Linked DNA regions of Rattus norvegicus: regions 1 and 3 are each linked to region 2. Evidence: chromatin contacts called from public Hi-C data. All regions are on one chromosome and are shown on one strand. Each heading gives the region's core, a stretch centred on a gene start, on an enhancer-like site or on the middle of the called end of the contact. The rest is flanking DNA. Distances are from core to core; before and after follow the strand shown. Region 1 holds the start of Bag6 (BAG cochaperone 6). Region 2 holds the start of Skic2 (SKI2 subunit of superkiller complex). Region 3 holds the start of Ddx39b (DExD-box helicase 39B).

What was found. Hi-C and Micro-C count contacts between places; a contact is called where the count stands out from the background.
Region 1: a contact with region 2 is called in a Hi-C map of liver, with 2.9 times the contacts expected there. The contact joins the promoter of Bag6 here to the promoter of Skic2 in region 2. A contact is called at or near these places in 2 of 12 Hi-C or Micro-C datasets (frontal cortex and liver) and 1 of 1 datasets of contacts at active chromatin or transcription factors (oligodendrocytes).
Region 3: a contact with region 2 is called in a Hi-C map of frontal cortex, with 4 times the contacts expected there. The contact joins the promoter of Ddx39b here to the promoter of Skic2 in region 2. A contact is called at or near these places in 2 of 12 Hi-C or Micro-C datasets (frontal cortex and hepatocytes) and 1 of 1 datasets of contacts at active chromatin or transcription factors (oligodendrocytes).

Annotation. Positions count from the first base shown.
Region 1 is chr20:3,691,771-3,695,145 of GRCr8, reverse strand. It overlaps Bag6 (BAG cochaperone 6), which reads left to right and starts at 1,817. Exons shown (of 26, transcript NM_001414741.1): 1 at 1,817-2,065; 2 at 2,718-2,838. The coding sequence starts at 2,731.
Region 2 is chr20:3,985,965-3,989,117 of GRCr8, reverse strand. It overlaps Skic2 (SKI2 subunit of superkiller complex), which reads right to left and starts at 1,892. Exons shown (of 28, transcript NM_213559.2): 1 at 1,841-1,892; 2 at 1,655-1,758; 3 at 352-461; 4 at 134-251; 5 at 1-45. The coding sequence starts at 1,862. It overlaps Nelfe (negative elongation factor complex member E), which reads left to right and starts at 2,102. Exons shown (of 11, transcript NM_001165901.1): 1 at 2,102-2,170; 2 at 2,619-2,701. The coding sequence starts at 2,627.
Region 3 is chr20:3,587,973-3,591,037 of GRCr8, reverse strand. Ddx39b (DExD-box helicase 39B) reads left to right here and starts at 1,387. Exons shown (of 11, transcript NM_133300.3): 1 at 1,387-1,453; 2 at 2,771-3,065. The coding sequence starts at 2,898. It overlaps LOC120099056 (small nucleolar RNA SNORD83), which reads left to right and starts at 2,311; the gene lies at 2,311-2,389.

The DNA.
Region 1 (3,375 bases), core at 568-3,067, 290 kb after region 2:
ATATAGCTTTGGTTGTCCTGGGATTCACTATGTAAGCCAGCTGGACGCATAGAAATCTTCTGCCTGCCTTTGTCTCCCAACTGCTAGGATTAAAGGCTGTGCTACTTCGCCCAGCTTGAATTTCTCTTGTGATCTGATAGTAGGTAGGGGAAGTAGTAAGAACACAGGAGGGGAAAGCTCACTGACAAATGGGTTCGCATTTATTCAGACTTTGGTAGTAGTGAAGACATTCTATTAGACTGTAATGGTTAAGAAGTGTAACCCTAGTATTAAGAGTGGGTCTAACCCTTAACTCGACTCTTAGATGTGGGAACTTATGCATACCAAGCAAACTCAGTGGTAACAACAATCTAGTCTCTTGGGACAATTGTATTAATTTCTATTTTTTACCCCCATCTCTGGGATGGGCAACCCATTAGTCTCAGGGGATTAAATGAGATCATGTTACATCAAGTCTGAAGCAAATATCCGTCTGTGCAACTTCTGGTAGTGATTTTTAAAGATTTATTAATTTATTTTATGTGTATGAGTACACTGTAGCTATCTTCAGACACACCAGAAGAGGGCATCAGATCCTATTACAGATGGTTGTGAGCCACCATATGGTTGCTGGGATTTGAACTCAGGACCTCTGGGAGAGCACTCAGTGCTCTTAACCGCTGAGCCATCTCTCCAGCCCCTGAAATCTTTATAATAAAATACTAAATGTGTGTCTAGGGAAGTGTTCCAGCAGTGATGGTGCTTGGCGGATGGCAAGCCAAGCTAGAGGACCTGACTTTGATCCCCAGGTCCCCGCAGTGAAAGAGCACATTTTCCCTCAGATCTCCACACCTGCGCTGTGCTGTGACAGACGAAGGCCATACAGCCACCCCCCAGAAAAGCATTTTAAAAAATATTTAAGTTCTTTTATCCCAGCAGGTGGATCTCTGTGAGTTACAGGACATCCAGATCTACATAGTGAAATCCTGTCTCGGAGGAAAAAAAAACCTCAAAACGTAAATACAGTCTAGTAGAGTGACACACGACCCTGCCCTGGGTGGTGGTGTGGGGTACATTGTCTTTATGGGTTCCGGGCAATTCAGAGTTAACACTGAAACAGCATATAAAAGTCTCAATATACAATGCTTACTGGAACTCTCATCAGTATTGGCATCTAAGAATAAGTGGGGAAGAATGTAGAGAAACAACCGTCCCACCCTGTTCAACTAACTCCCTCGGTGGCTGGCCTTCCAATCTCCTTTCTCAAAAGTCTTGTCCTTGTCTTTCAATCCGATCCCTAAGGCACCCGTTTTTTTTTCTTTCGTTTCTTTAAAAAAGCTCCTAAAAAGCAGTATGCTTAGTTATCCTTAAATATGGCACTCCCATAGTGCTCTCAATCAAAGACCAATAGGACGGCCAAAGTCTGCAAAACGTCCAACTACCCTAATCCCGCCAGGAACTAAACTTGAGCACAAGCAAATACAGCCCGCGGAACGCCCAAGCCGTCCACGGAAAAGAGTGGCTTCCGGAAGAGCAGGAATGACGGGAGGACCAGAGGTCTTGCAGAGGTTTGGGTAGTTAGAATTGTGCCTGTAAATTTCTATGTCCGTCAAGATAGGAACGTTGATTAACGAGGTGCAATACGCAGAAATCCCAGACTCTTTTCCCCAGGAAGGTGCAGCATTCCACCCAGTAATTTTTCTTCAGGCGTTTACAGTAGACACCCCGGTCGGGTAGCACAACGGCGCGAGCAGGGAAGAAACGCACACAGCCGGAGGGGGGGGGCGGGGAAATACTTAAAGTGTGCGCACGCGTACGCGGTTCACGCAGGCGCAGTGCGGTCCCCCGGGCGACGGCGGCGGCGGCGGCTCCTCCGGGTGGTCGGCTCCCTCCCATCTAGGCCGGCCCCGGCCCGTCTCGCCCCCCAGAAACTCACTGCTCGGGGCTGTGGACTTTCTCATCGTGCCCCACGAAAGTAAATCGGGGGAGACTGGGGGAGCCGGAAGTACCGCCTCGAGATCCCCAAATACTATCGGGGAAACGGAAGTGGCCCTTGGTGCCAGGTTGGGGGAGACCGGAAGTGACGGTACCGTGGGGAAGTCGGGGGCGGAGCCACAGGGTGGTGGGCTGTGTATGTGTTTGTATGTGTTTGGCCGCGTGTTGGTTAAGTCGTGTTGCTGGAATACCGACGAAAGACGGAGGCGGAAGGAGGGGGCGGTCAGCGAGCCCATCCAGCCTCCCGTGAGTGTCGGTGGTCTTGGGTCTGTGGTGATTTAGGCGGGTTCGATTGTGGTGGCGCGCGTGCGCGAAGCTACTTTCTCTGCCGAGTCTAGCGCGACCCTCCCCCCCCCCCTCGCGTTGTCCTAGGATTTCCCGATCTCTCGGGCGCTTGCTCGGTCGCGACCGGTGATGACACTGGTCTCTGATCGGTCTCGTGCTTGCTTCCCCGATTCCTAGCCCAACTGGCTCTCCCTATTGTGATTGGCATTGTAGAGCCCCTCCCACCTCTCGTCCTTCATCTCCCTATGCCGTCGATCTCATACCCTTTGTGTTTCTATTCCTGTGCCCCCGAATCAAAAAGGGGGGATGAGGAGGAGGAGGATGAATATATGTGCTTGTGTATGTGAAACTTTCAAGGGATTGGGGCGGAGATTGGGTCCAGAGAGGCTTCCGGGTGTATAAAATACAGCGCGACCGACAGCGAACCATCCCCCCCCCCCTTCCTCGTTCTTCCTTAGAGAGCTGTCGGCCATGGAGCCGAGTGATAGTACCAGTACCGCTATGGAGGAGCCTGACAGCCTGGAGGTACTGGTGAAGACCCTGGACTCTCAGACTCGGACTTTTATTGTGGGGGCCCAGGTGAGACACCAGTACTTTGTAGAGATGACACCCCTTTTGCTCGTTTGTTTTGTGAAGGATGAGCCTGATTTTCTTGTCATTGACCCTTTTGTCCCTTACTCTGTAGGACATCTGACGTTCCTATTGAGCTGGGAGGTGTGGTTACCGTTGAGTGAGGCAGATTTTGTTTAGCCTGTCCTCACCTTGACAGAACTCAGAAGTGGGAGGTACAGAGGAGAACTCTATACCTATTCTGTGCAGACCTCCAGCCCAAAGGGACAGGCATGGCTCTGGCCTTTGGGACCAGACACAACACAGGGGGACCTCAGACCAGTATGGTGTGTCTGTTCTTTTTTATAGGTTACAGAAACCTGCTTCCATACACGGTGAAGTAGAATCGCCAATAGTTGAGGCATAATTTGAGTCTTGAGCTAAGTTCAGTGTGGCCACGTTTATCTTTTGTTTTTCCTGCATAATTCTTTGAGACACCATCATGCGCAGGTCATTTTCGTGGTTTTCTAAAGCAGATATTTAAAAAGCCACGTAGATTTTGTGAGT
Region 2 (3,153 bases), core at 643-3,142:
GGACAAGGAGGTGGTGGCCGACAGGTTCGTGTTCTCCAGCAGGACCTGAGACAAGCGGTTGGACAACCAGTGAGACCAAGACCTGACCCTTTTTCCCAATTCCATTTCTTGTGGTCTCTGACCTCTCTCTCACCTCCTTATAGCCCAGTATATGGCCTGTGGTTGGGTGTCTCTGGGCCTGAAGGTCGGATGGGACTGGAGTCCCCAGAGCAGCCAGAAGCGACCAGGGATCTGTCTTCCTCTGCCATTTTCTGCAGAGAAGGAAAGGAATTTTGGAGTCGCCTTTCTCCCTATCCCCTGCTTCCTTCCATTCGTCGATCTCCCCGGTCTGGGCCACCGCAGGCTTCTCACCGAGCTGAGTGCTCCACACCGTGTAGAGGAAGCCAGGCCGGAGACGACAGAAACAACTGCTCTGCTTCCTGGCACAGATCTGGGGCACAGGGAGGGAGGCCATGGGGAAGCTGGGACAAGGGAGAGTTGAGAAGTGTTAGGTTAGGAAAGGATAAAGGGTAGACAAAAGAGGTGATGGAATTTGTATTTAGATCCAACGGTAGATGTCCCTAGCTGAAGCACCTGGCTTACCAACTAATGTAAATTGTGAATTTCAGACACACACAGGCCAGACACAGCGATATGCATTCTCATTTTGAGTGAGGCAGGATCTCATGAAACCCGGGAACTCATGAAACCCTCTCAAGAGAGGGGGTGATAAGCATGTGCTACCATACTCGACTGTCGTGCAGGCTGGGGATCAAACCCAGGGCTTTGTGTATGCTGAGTGAGGGCTATATGCTCAGCTGAGGACTCGTGCTTTAGAAACCTTATTATGTGTATGTGTTGCTATGCGTAGATATGTGTGTAATGTGTGGATATGGGTACACACACGCACACGGGGCAGTCAGAAGACAACATTGCGAAGTTGGGGAGTTGGTCCCGTTTCGTCAAGATTGCATGGGTAAGCGTTTTAATCTGCTAAGCCAGTGGGTCTCACCCTTCGTAATGCTGCTACCTTTTAATGCACCAGTTCTTCCTGTTGTGGTGACTCCAAACCATAAAATAATTTCGTTGCTACTTATTAACTGTAATTTTGCTACTTTTGTGAACCGTAATGTACCTGATGTACCGGATTATCTGATGTGACCCCTGGGAAAGGGTCATCCCACCCCCAAATGGGTTGAGAATCTCTGGGCTAAGTCACCCAGCCGGTCTTAAATTCTCTGCTTCTTCTCTTTCTGTTTTTGGAGATGAGGTCCCACTACGTAGCCCTGGCTGGCCTGGAACTTGGTATGTAGATCAAACTGGCCTCCAGTTCAAGAGATGTGCCTGCCTCTGCTCCCATGTGCTGGGATTAAAGGTGTTAGCCACATCCTTCAGATTCAGGAGCTTAAAAGCCGAGGTGTGTAGACAGAAGCGACCTCCAAGGAGGAAAGATACACGTGAAGGGGGCAGCCCTGAGAGCTGGTGTCTCCAGCACTCCCTGGAGCACGCCCTACAGGAGCTCCAGTAGGGTGTGATCTGTCCGGCATGAGCCAGAGGCGTGGGAGGGGGCAGAGAGGAGATGACAGTGTCCAAGTGTCAAGCTACATCCTCCTGTGAGCAGGGTGGAGTTTCTTCTAGGCCCGCAGGTCAAAGGTGAGAGTCAAAAGTCACTCACAGTACTCTCTGGAGGCCCTGGCACGTTTAGCAGCTCCCAACGGCCAGTGCACCCCACTTCCAGAGCTCGAAGGGGCAGGTTCAGGGGGTCTGGGGGAGGCAGCACTACGAAGGAAAGGTCACAGGTTAAAAGCCAAAAGTCACTCCTGTCAACTATTCCGTTCTGCTCTCCTCCCCTCCCCCTCACCGAGTCGCTCGGTCTCCATCATCCTGGAGCCGCGGCAGCTGCTGGGGAGCCCGGAAACTCAAGAGTAACCGCGGAGTCGGCCCCGCCCCGAGAAGGGCGGAAGTTGAAATGACTTCCGACACGCCCCCTCCTCCACCACTCCCCGCCGGGAGCGTGGGCGAGCGCGGCGCCGAAGCCGGACTCGGAGCCGGGCAAGGCCGGGCGGAAGTCGCTGCGCCTCGCCGCCTTGGTTACCGCGTGTCCCGCCCCCTTACGTCATCGCCGCGAGCCCGCGCGCAGCAGCCCGCGCGGCGGCGCCGGAGACCGCGGGCCCGGGCGCCGCCCCCTCAGGTGAGGGCTTCGTCTCACATCCTTCGCGCCTTCCCCGCGCGGCCCCTGGTTCTTCTTCCTCCTCCTCTGGTTGCCCAGATAGCGCTGCGCGGGCCCGGCCGCCTTCTCTGCCCACCGGACCCCGAGGTTGGCTGACCTAACCCCATTGGGCATGGGGGTCGGGAGCCATCGCCTTGGCGTCGCAGGGAGTGCTTTTCCTTCTCCGGGCTGAGGTACCCCGAGGCTCTAGTGTCTGGACCTTGGACATAGGCGGGAATGCCGGTTGATTACAATGAACAGGAGGCTGGACAAGCAGCCTCGGAGAAACAAGGGGTTAGGAAAAGGCCAGAGGCTGGAGGAGGCGGGCCTGGAGGTTGGGGTGCATTCATGATGGACGCAAGTTGGACGACGTGTGAATTTTGAATGGTGACAGTAGAGAATGATGTCTTGGGTTCTGCCCTTGAACCAGGAGCCAACATGTTGGTGATACCTCCGGGGCTGAGTGAAGAGGAAGAGGCACTACAGAAGAAATTCAACAAACTCAAGAAAAAGGTAAGGGAGTAGAGCATGGTGGCCCAGCTTCTCCAGACCCTGAGGACACCTGGGGTGAGTGTGAGGCATGGGGGTTCTGCCTCTTACCCAAAGCGGACCTCTCAGTGGAGTGCAGTCTTGGTTTGAACCCTCCCTCTTTTCTGGTCATCCCCTGTGGAATTATCCTTCCTGTGGCTTTAGAACCACCCAAGCGCTGGAGAGTGTTACATTTGGATTACCGGTTCCATCCAGAGCCTTGTGAACCACCATCGGATGCCGTTATGCCATCTTCCTGTGCTTTTAGATAGGACCAACCACACTTAATAGGCCTTAAAATTTCACCTCTGATACCCCACCCCACCCAACCCCTGCCTCAGGCAGGGTCTCACACTTAGCCCAGGCTGGATTGAAAATATGTGGCCTTGGGTAGCCTGGACTAGTTCTGCCTCCACACTGGCTTCTGTACTATTTAC
Region 3 (3,065 bases), core at 138-2,637, 400 kb after region 2:
TTCAAACAGCCAGACAGACCGGCCATTTTGAATCCTCTATAAAGGCTTTGAGAAAAACCACACAGTGATGGCAGCTAATTGCTCCAACTCCTGATGGTGCAGCTCAGCCAGGACTGTTTGTGTCCCCCCTGTCCTCCCCAGTGGCATGGTGGAATTTCCCACAGTCCTTCCCATAGTCCCCTAGCAGGAGGATGTGTTATGACTGGTGCCAAAGGGATATATTATGATTGGTGCAAACGTAAGTCTTCATTTGCATGAGTTCCCTGTTTGCCCAGATTGGTGCAAACGCCCTTTGCTGGCTGTAAAGCCTGGCTCACTTGGGACAAACCTTACTATGCCTCCGTCCTTGGTGCTGCCACATTAGGTCCAGTAACTGGAAGAAAGCGGCTGAGAGCTTTCCAACTAGGTCACTAGAAGAGTTCCTGGAAACTCTTCAAAGCCAAAGGTGCCTCTCTGTCTGGAGCTACAGCTCTTACTAAGTTACCAGGGACGGAGGAATCCCCACTTTCTGATTTATACAAAACCTGCCAGCCTGCTGCTTACAGCTGTCAAATGGCTGAGGAATCAAAAGCTACCAAGCCCCAGCCCAGGGAGCTTATCCGTTGAGCAGGACACAGCGGGCTGGTTGGCAACAATGATACTTACTTAGTGTTACTTAGTATTACTTTCAAGTATGCTCAATAGGGAAAGCACCTGCTTATGTTTCTGCAGAAAGGCAACAGGTCATCACTTCTGACGTGTGTAGCACCTCAAAGGGAATACCACCTACTTAGGGGGGACAAATTCCGGGCTGAATAATGGAACTGAGACCATTCTGCTGCTCTAGTTAGTAATAATTATGGAAAGGTGCATAACCCTCAAACTCCACCATTTATTTAGCACCTGGACAGAATGTAAGCCTCCATCTCCCAATATAATTTTGGGTAAATCCGGCCTATTCTCTGCACAACTGTAATGGGCGTGGTCACGTACCGGACCCCCCCCCCCCCAGTAGAGGCCAGACTTAGCCGCTCTCAGGTCACCTTGACTACGAGGCTAAGGACCCCGTGAGAACGCTTCTCACTCTGCTCGCGGAGTCCTGCATGCCCACAGAGAGGCGCCCAGGGAGAAGCCTGGCGTGGCAAACAAAACAGAACAAAAGTAAAGCCGACCGTCGGAGGGTGTGCAGAAGCGTAGAAGAACAAAATGGGGAAATCAGATGGGGAGAGATGTGAGCTTCCTGTCGCGCTCTTGCTGCCGGCGACGGAAGGGGGCGTCAGAAGCTTAACTTCAAGTGGGCATTCTGCAAAGCCAGCCGTGGAGCGCGCGCCGCCCGAGGCCTCCTTCCGGCACCCCGCGCATGCGCCCTGGCGGCCGGGAAGGCGGGAGGCCGGGGCGAGACTGGAACCGGAAGTGAAGGCAGCTTCCCGCCTCCGTCCCTGTTGCTGCCGCCATACACGCTCGCAGTGCTTAGGTAAGCTCGGCCTTGTGTACTATCCGCCGCCATCTGCCCGCCCCGCGGCTCATTCCGCCGCGCGGGCCCCTGATACCCGGTGCCCGGCCGGCGGTGTGGCCGCCGGCGCGTAGGCGAACGCTCAGTTCCATTGTTTTCATCCCTTTCTGAGAGCAAATCTTGGTGGGGGAGCTGGGAGACAGGCGGGGGACGATCCAAAATGGTGGCCTCGGCCGCCATTGTGTTCCTCGTTTCCTGGATGTTCCAGTGGGTCCTTTGCCCACCCGAGGCCGCGGCGGCCGGAGGCGGCGCCAGGAGGAGGGCGGGGCCCCTCGCATCTCCCCTCCGGGCCTTTTCTTAGTCCGCCAGGGATGGGAAGGATCTTGCCTCCGGGCCCATTCAACCCTCTGACCCCCTGCTTACGCTCCCTTATTTGGAGCTCTCTGTAAATGGCTATCTCCGTGCTTGACCAATGGTGTCGGCGCAGTAGTCGGGAAGGTTTCCAGGAAGCTTTCCGGGAAACTTCCGAGGGCACTGCGAGGCGTTCGCTTTTAAGACCACTCTAAAGGCTGCATCGTCCTCAGCTGCGACCTTAATTCCTTAATGTGACTATTAAAATTAATTGTGGCGGCGCTGGGCCGATCCTTGCGGCCTCTCGCGTTGCTAAGCGAGCACCTTCATTGAACCAGACACCCAGCCTTTTCAAAAAAGAATTTTCTTTTTTTAATGGAGCCATTCGTACCCTTGCAGCCACCGTTTAATTACCATAGGCTCTCCCCACCCCCTTCCTTCCTGCTTCTGCTTCCCGGCACTGGGAATCACGGGTGTGCGCCGCCGGGATGGGCCCTCGGGTGTTCCTGAGCAAGTGAATAGCGGCAGCCACATGATGTTTGCAATTGGGAAGTGAGCGCTCTGCGCGCGGTGCTGACCCTTATCTATCACCCTTGACTGATGGCTGACGTTGGGGCTCAACACCGCGAGGTGACAGGGGGAAGTGCAGCCCCTCGTCTTCTCTTGTCCTTTGTCTCTCCACCCTCGTGTGAGTCGTTAGTCACGCTCATCCTCGCTCCCGCCTTGTCGAAGTGTGATCCAAAATCTGGTTGGCGGTCGAGGCCACTCTCTGTCTCTCCCGTCTGGTGTTCCGTTTTTATGTCTCGTGTGTGTGTCTCTGTGTGTGTGTGTCTGTCTGTCTCCGTTAACTTTTCTTTCGGGACAAAGGCTTCAGTTTAGAGAAAATAGGAAGGGTGTAGGGATGGATGAGAAGTGAGGAGTCAGATCATGACTGATTAGTTTTTCCTTTTTCTTTTTTTTTTTTTTTTTTGTCGTCCCTTCTCCCAGCTCTTCTGTCGGAAACTGGTGTCTTTTCCCTTGCTGTTCTCCAACCCCTCTCTTTCCCCTTGCTTCCTCTCACCTGCTCTGGGACACCTAACTCAGAGACCTCCCTTCTCCCCCCGCCGGCCGGATTATGGCAGAGAACGATGTGGACAATGAGCTCTTGGACTATGAAGACGATGAGGTGGAGACGGCCGCTGGGGCAGATGGGACCGAAGCTCCCGCCAAGAAAGACGTCAAGGGCTCCTATGTCTCCATCCACAGCTCCGGCTTTCGAGATTTCCTACTTAAGCCAGAGTTG